Linked DNA regions of Callithrix jacchus: region 1 is linked to region 2. A link is a contact called in public Hi-C data. All regions are on one chromosome and are shown on one strand. Each heading gives the region's core, a stretch centred on a gene start, on an enhancer-like site or on the middle of the called end of the contact. The rest is flanking DNA. Distances are from core to core; before and after follow the strand shown.

Evidence for each region. Hi-C and Micro-C count contacts between places; a contact is called where the count stands out from the background.
Region 1: a Hi-C map of skeletal muscle shows a contact between it and region 2, with 6 times the contacts expected there. The contact joins two enhancer-like sites. A contact is called at or near these places in 2 of 3 Hi-C or Micro-C datasets (both in skeletal muscle).

What each region holds. Positions count from the first base shown.
Region 1 is chr6:123,345,326-123,349,280 of calJac240_pri, reverse strand. All of the region lies in intron 14 of KIAA2012 (KIAA2012 ortholog), which reads right to left. Among named protein-coding and RNA genes, the nearest start is that of SUMO1, 68 kb to the left of the region's middle. Within about 2 kb of position 1,805, at least 3 of the 16 cell types and tissues checked have an H3K27ac peak or open chromatin away from gene starts, as enhancers often do. A contact at or near this core is called in skeletal muscle, where this site is marked.
Region 2 is chr6:123,023,813-123,027,533 of calJac240_pri, reverse strand. CDK15 (cyclin dependent kinase 15) reads right to left here. Exons shown (of 15, transcript XR_013519036.1): 10 at 2,340-2,403. Among named protein-coding and RNA genes, the nearest start is that of CDK15, 50 kb to the right of the region's middle. Within about 2 kb of position 2,408, at least 2 of the 16 cell types and tissues checked have an H3K27ac peak or open chromatin away from gene starts, as enhancers often do. A contact at or near this core is called in skeletal muscle, where this site is marked.

The DNA.
Region 1 (3,955 bases), core at 556-3,055, 320 kb before region 2:
CAGGAGAATCACTTGAACCTGGGAGGCAGAGGTTGCAGTGAGCTGAGATCATGCCATTGCACTTCAGCCTGGATGACAAGAGCAAAATAGTGTCTCAAAAAAAAAAAAAGATTCTCAAGTTCTAATGTTCAAGTGTGATGTTTACCGTATGTTTTTTATGGATACTCTTTGTCAAAATCAGGAAGCCCTCTTCTATTCTTAGTCTGATAAGTTTTAATTCGGAATGGGTGAATTTAATTTTTTCCTTTTGCATCTATTGAGATGATCCTAAGTCTTTTCCCCATTAACCTCTTGATGTGGATTATAAACATATTTTCATATGTGAGGCCTTCTTTGAATTCCTGTGATAAACCAAATTCAGTTATGTGTATTGTTAATACGTTTAAAAATATAAGCTTAAGAATTTGATCAGTTAATAGTTTATTTCAGACTTTTGTATGTTTGATCAGAAGTGAGATTGGTCTATAATTTTCCTTTTTTTTTTTTGAGGCGGAGTTTCACTCTTGTTGCCCGGGCTAGATGCAATGGCTTGATCTTGGCTCACCACAACCTCCATCTTTTGGGTTCAAGTGATTCTTCTGCCTCAGCTTCCCAAGTAACTGGGATTACAGGCATGCACTACCATGCCTGGCTAATTTTATATTTTTAGTTGAGTTGGGGTTTCTCCATATTGGTCAGGCTGATCTTGAACTTCTGACCTCAGGTGATCCTGAGGCGAAGGTTGCAGTGCCTTGGCCTCCCAAAGTGCTGGGATTACAGGCGTAAGCCACCATGCCTGGCCAATAATTTTCCTTTCTTATGTTTTCCTTATCTCTAGTTTTAGTTGCTTTTTGGTTTTGACAAATTTAGGTATCTTGTTATAAATGAGTTTTTCTTCCTGGAAGGTGAAGAGAATTTTCAGAATCAAGGGATGACTGTTGTTCTCTGGGACTCTGGGGTTCTTCCTGGGGGACTTCTTCCGTCTGGGCTGAGTAGAGTAAGCCAGAAACATTCTTAAGGATGCACAGCTTCCCACTTCCTCCTCCTTCACTATGAAGGAGAACTTTGAAATACAGGCTCATGCCTGTAATCCCAACAGTTTGTGGGGCCCAGGCAGGCGGATCACCTGAGGTCAGGAGTTGAGACTAGCCTGGCTAACATGGTGAAAACCTGTCTCTATTAAAATACAAAAATTAGCAGGGCCTGGTGGCGGGCGCCTATCGTCCAGCTGCTCAGGAAGCTGAAGTGGGAGAATCGCTTGAACTCGGGATGCAGAGGTTGCAATGAGCTGAGATGGTGTCACTGCACTCAGGACTGGGAAACAGAGTTAGACTCTGTCTCAGAAAAAAAAAAAAAAAGTAAATGCTAAAAATTACTTCCCTTGTTTCCACCCCTAAGTGGAAAACTAGCCAAAATAAAACGGTATCAATTAAAAAGTCCAAATTGTTTGGGTGGCACTCCAGAGGTTTGCCTGCCTCCTGGCCTTCCCCCAGGGACTGTGCGAGCCTGTTTTTCAGATGTTTAGACCTTCTAGCTCTGTCAGTCTCCACCTCGGGATGGAATCCACAGGAGGCCCCAGCGTTAGAGACATCACAAGCCACCACAGAGAGGAAAAGAAAAGACGAAAGGAGGCGACACACCCGGAGAAGCGACCCTTCGGGGAGAGCCCGCCTGGAGTCTCGAGCTCACCGGCAAGGAGCTCCTTTTGTGAGGCGGGGACGACCTCTCACAGCGGAGAGGCGCTAGGCAGGAGCCTCTCCAACGCCACGGGGTCCCGAGCGGCGCTACTGAAGCCACAGACGCCGCCGGCCCGAAAGGGGCTGCTCCCTGCGCGCCTGCTGTGGGCCCTGCCGCCGTGGAGGCGCAGATGCCACACTGCTGGGCCACTTCGTCCCCTTCCCGATTGGCCATACCTTTTTTTTTTCCTTTAAAAAACTGCTTGAAGAATCTTTTCAGTCTCTCTCATTGCTTGATTTCCTTCCTTCCTTTCCCTCCCTCCCTCCCCGCTTCCTTCCTTCATCCCTTCCTTCCTCCCTCCCTTCCTCCTTCCCTCCCTTCCTGCCTTCCTCCCTTCCTCCTTCCCTCCCTTCCTGCCTTCCTCCCTTCCTCCCCCCCAAAAGAAAAAAGAATCTTTTCATTCAGATTTCGAGAGAGAGAGAGAGAGAGAGAGAGAGGGGGAGAGAGAGAGAGAGAGAGAGAGAGAGAGAGAGAGAGAGTCCGTGCATGTGTGTCTGTGTGTATATGTGTATGTATGTTATGGGTGTCTGTACATATGTGTATATGTGTCTGTGTATGTGCGCGCGCGCGCGCGTGTGTAGTATTTCTTTAGATCTCTATTTTCCCTGGACCTTGTTGTTTTTTCCTGCGGGGGCGGGGAGGCAAACCGTCTTTTTGATAGCTGTTAACATCCAGAATTAATCTATGCAGACAAAGCCTGGGGAGGTCAGCCTCATTATTACCCAGCTCTGCTGTCAAGGATGTGGGACCTAACTACTCTGTGCCTCAGTTGTCTCATCTGACAAGTAGGGATAACAAGGGCTGCTTCTGTACAGGATTGATATAAAAGTTAAATGAAGCACTTTATAGAAAATGCATAGCCTAGTGTCTGGCACACAGAGAGTATGAACTGCTGTCTCTCTTGATGTCTTCATCACAAATGGGTGAATGCAGTCTAGGTTCAGTAAACGCCTTCCTTCATCTCAGCCATCACCTCCTTCAGGAAGCCCTACCTGATTTCTCCCTATCACTTCTGCCCAGTCCGGATCAGTTGTCCTTCCTGTATTCTCTTAGAGCACTGATCGCATTGCACTCACTGGAGCTGTGTGCATGCATATCAGTTTTCTGCACCGAAGTGGGAGCTGCAATAAGGAGTGTGTTTTATCCAACCACAGAAGGTGTGAAACTTAGGGACCAGCAAGCGTATGCTGAGTGAATAATGGAAGCTTCCATTTATGTCGTCAGTGGTGAAAGACTTAAAGCCTGAACCTGGAGGCGGAACCGTGGAGCTATCTCAGTGGTAGCACTGTAGATTCTGCTTTTCCCCTTACCAGAAACAGTTCCAAAGTCACTGAGTCACAGAAAGTGAAAGACAGAGATTGGAAGTTCAGTTTTGTTATTTTCAGGTCAGGAAGTGGAAGCCTCCAGAGGCCCAGGGGTTTATGGAGGCCTCATGCCATGCAGGAGCACCATGCAAAGCAGTGCTCCCATATTGACCTGTTGAGCTGTCACTCACTTGTTGCTGTACAACCCAGGGCCTACAAATGCACAGGGATGGCCTTCTCCCAGACTGTCACCTGAGGGAGGCTGGGTGGTAGCAGAGATTCATGTAAGGCACAGTGAAGGTGGCAGGCCAGCCTTTCCTGGAAGTAGGGGTGGGGGATGAGGTTGGGAAGGAGGCCTGGCTCCAGTCCTGGATCTGCAGCCTATCACTGTGCAAGCCTGAGTGACTCATAGATGCCCAGAGCATGAGAATGGGATGGGGCCCCAGAGATGATCCATCCCGACCTCTTTGGTTTATGGGAAGGGAGACCAAGGCCCAGATAAGTGACCTGCCCTTCCCTGAACTACAGACTTAATCAAAAGCACAGCTGGTAAATGCATCCATGTCTTTTGAATCTGAAACCTAGTTTCCTCAATGAATGGATTCCAGTGTTTCCCAGATATCAACGGGCATATGAATCACTTGAGGACCTTGTTATAACACAGGTAGGACTGGGGTGAGACCCCAGATTCTCATTCCTAATTAGCTCCTAGGTGCTAGCTAGAATGGCTCTAGGTAGGTGGTTCTTAGAAAAACCACTGGTGTAGACTGCACTATGATGAAATTACTGGGTGTACTAACCACGAATTAGTGTAGCCTTATCAGGTGAATGAGGACATCGGCGGCTGGGACACTCACTGAGACGCTGATAGAGCCAGTGTCCTTCTCCATCAGCATTAGTCATCTGTTGCCCTGTTGGCTGCTTCTGGATCTATG
Region 2 (3,721 bases), core at 1,159-3,658:
AAACACAGATGTTGAAGACCCTTTTAAAACACAGTCCTTACAATTGAGTTATTGATAGTACTGACCCCATGCACAAAATAGGCTGGACTTTTAAGAGTTCCAAATCCAGGTGTAGACATCTTGGCTAAGGCTGAGATTCCAACTCCCTTTGTTCCATAAGCTCAGCCTGGCCCACAGCCACAACTCCCCAAGCCATGGAAGCAGGGCTCACAAATGAGCACCCCAGCAACAAAGAGAACTGGTGACAGAGTGTGGATGAATGAATCCAAACCCAAACATTAGAGATCCGAGAGTGCACCCTCTCCCTCTGGGTAGCCCAGCGCATGCACAGCACCTGGCAGATAGTAGGTGCTTGAAAATCTTTGATTTATTTGAATTAAATTGAAAACTTACAAGAAAAACAATTGATTATGAGCCCCATGGATGTTGAGCCTGGAGAATTTTCTTCTAACATAAAAAAACTTCATGTTGTTTTGAAACAACAGAAAATTGAAAAAAAAAGCAACATATTTTCTCTGTTTTGCTGGAACCTAGTTATCTTATTAAGCACACAGTCTGGCAGGGAAGCACTTTGGCCAAGTTTCTATGATTATTGCTCTCACCAAGACATTTTGTATTAAGGATCACTGTTGTTTGCCTGGGCCAACCTGAAACCCAAATGTCTGAAGTTTGGGGAGTAACATATGCCCACCACAGTAGTTTTGTATTGGCATCATCCAAATTGTTTCCTGTAATCCATCTGCGACTCTACACTTCTGCTGGCATCCTCAGTTAGCTGAGGGAAAAGAGAACAGCGTGGACAGGGAGAAGTACAAGCAGGGTAGGAAAAGGTGAGACCCAAGTTCTACTGGAAACCATGGCAACTGGAGATAGGACCAATTTGCAGGCTGGACCATGGCTCTACAAGAAGCTTGTTCTTTTTTCTCTATCTCAGACCAATGGTAACAGGCACTATTCCAAGCCCTGTGACCAGAGAGTGGCATTTTTCTCAGATTCTACACTCTAGCAAAATGGTTAGAAATCATAAACCATTTGCAAATGATTTTAAGGCCTTTTAGCAATGGATATGGCTATTCACAAAGCAGCTGAAAGGACTTTACAGGTAGTCTTTAGCTTGCTGTAGGGCTTCCATAATCCTGATGGTTCAAGATGCCTGATCCCTATGGATAGCTGTTTGAACAAAAGTATTGGATGCCAAAGAAAAGAAGAAAAAAAGGCCCAGCTCCCTATGTCTTCTATCTTCTTCTTTAATCACATTTTAACTCTAGCTACAATTTCTTGCTCTCATGAAACCCTTTTAGGATAATATCATTCTAAATTTAGTAAGGACAACAGGCTGAGTGCGGAAGCTGAAGCAGGTGGATCACCTGAGGTTAGGAGTTTGAGACTAGCCTGGCCAACAGAGTGAAACCCCATCTCTATTAAAAGCACAAAAAAATTAGTTGGGCATGGTGGCAGGTGCTCACAGGGCTGAGGCAGGAGAATTGCTTGAACCCAGGAGGCAGAGGTTACAGTGAGCCAAGATCCCGCCGAAAATCTAGTTTTGAGCATATCCACCCTAATCTTGTCCTTCTCTGTACCTGTCTACCTCCCTTTTCATCCTGCCAGTGAGAGCTCAGCTTCAGCATAGTCTTTATTTGTTTCTCCAGCTTCTGATGTGATCCTTCATTCTGTAGTTCAGTGTCTGTCTCCTCCCTTCTGTCTCAACATCCTTGAGGTGACTAACCTCATTCCTTCGATGTGGCCTTGAGAAAACTTCTCAAAGAATTCCCCCATGGTTGACTTCTAAATTTATCCCAGAAGCCAGTCTTGAAAGACCAAATGTGTGAGAGAAAATGACCAAGTGTCAGGTTTAGAGGCAATGAATGAACACTTAGTAAATATAATCTAGAGACAGCTTACCTGGCATGTCCTAGGCCTAATGAGCCTCTACCTCTATTCTGTTGCATTAGCTTTCTTTTTAAATATATGAAATTTAACAATCTAATCAATAAACTTATGAGAGTCAGGGGTGCAAAGGTGAGCCATCTTTTGAGTTGTTCTTTTGAGCCATTGGGTGTTTGACAATGGATGTGGAATCTGCAGTAATAGTCATTTCAAATTCTGTTCTGCTTGCTGCTTGTGTTTTATAGAGCTGGGGAACTGCTCTAACATCAACTACTATTTCAGTGTCTTCGTCATACAAAGATTAATCAGGGGATATATGAATGTAGAAATTCATCAAGACCCATCTGTGCTGCCAGTTTCGTAATATAAGAAGAACACCCTGTTAGCATGGCCAGTGCTCTCCTTCCTTACATTACTAATACTCAGTCTTCAGAAGCTCAGATCAATATTACCTGGATTGTAGTTGGGTAGCTTGGAGACTCCCGGCCAAGTGTCCTCTGTAGGGACTCCCAACACCTATATAGAGCCAAACAAAGAAAAAGAAAGGTGAGGGGGAGATAAGGGGGATGGAGGAGGTGTAGAGACATGCAGGATAGATCAGGGAAGAACAGAGAAGAGTCAGATATCTGCCCCATTGCATGAAACCAGCTGATGTATGTAAGAAAGAAACTTTAGGGTTTCCAACATTCGTGGTTTCTTGGGCAAAACTGTAATACATTTCTATGATTCCAGGCCTGCCTTCTTACTGACTGACTTGTCTGAGGCAAATCCTACAGCCTTGCTTAAAGTCATGTTCTCATCACTAAACATTTACTGCATGATCGTCATTCATTAGGACACCATGTTGGGAGTCAGGAATATAAAGAAGCAGGAGTGCCTGTCTCTTTGCCTTATGTTAGATGACCATATGTATATTGACAGGAGACACTGACAGCTAAAATTATGCCTCAGCGTGGGTATTCAGCTGTTCCCCGATGTGCTCAAATGGAAAGGATTCAGATTACTGACCTTCAGGCAATGGAATGTTGGCTAAAGATGACCTCAAAACTAACTCTAGTCCTTTCTATCACATTCATCTCATCTGCTTGTTTTCTCGTGACCAGCAGCTTGGAATATGGTATTTGGTTTCTCACTGATGGATTGTCATGGGAAGAACATCACTTGAAAAAGAGCTGTCCCTATGCTTTGAATTACCAAGTTAAAGCTCTAGATTTTAGTTAAGATTTATGAAAATAAAGTCTTGGAGTACAAAGCCAAAATAGCTCAGACTTTGGATGGAGCTGTCACCATGAGTTCCCCTGTAGGCATTACCTTACCATTCTTTTAAAATAATCATAAAAACCCATAGGCAGTTATATATGGGAGCCAGAGTAACATTGTTTTTGTGAAATATTAGTAAAACACTAGTAGTTTTCATTATAGAAGCATATCTCACTATAACTCTTTTTAGAAACATCTCTTACAGAAAGAGTCTAGAAAATCCATCTGTAAAATGCTGGTTATAGATACTGGTGCAATTATTAGGGGAGGGAGTCAACTGCCCAACAATGACTGAATATAATCAATGAAGAATTCAGAATCTTAATATCTATCAGCTTATTGACTAGGACTCTGGCTGAGAGGTATACTTTTTGGATTCTATAAAGCTTGTCTTCAAACAAAAGACACTGAAGTGCTATTTTCCCTCATATAATAAAAAAATCATGCCACCCAGTAAAATCATCCTTCTTTGATCCATTCCCTAAACAAACTGAAAAGCGACAGAGAGGATTATAGGCTTTTCCTATCAACCACTCTGAGCCCGAGGGAACACTAAGAATCCTGGAATCCATTC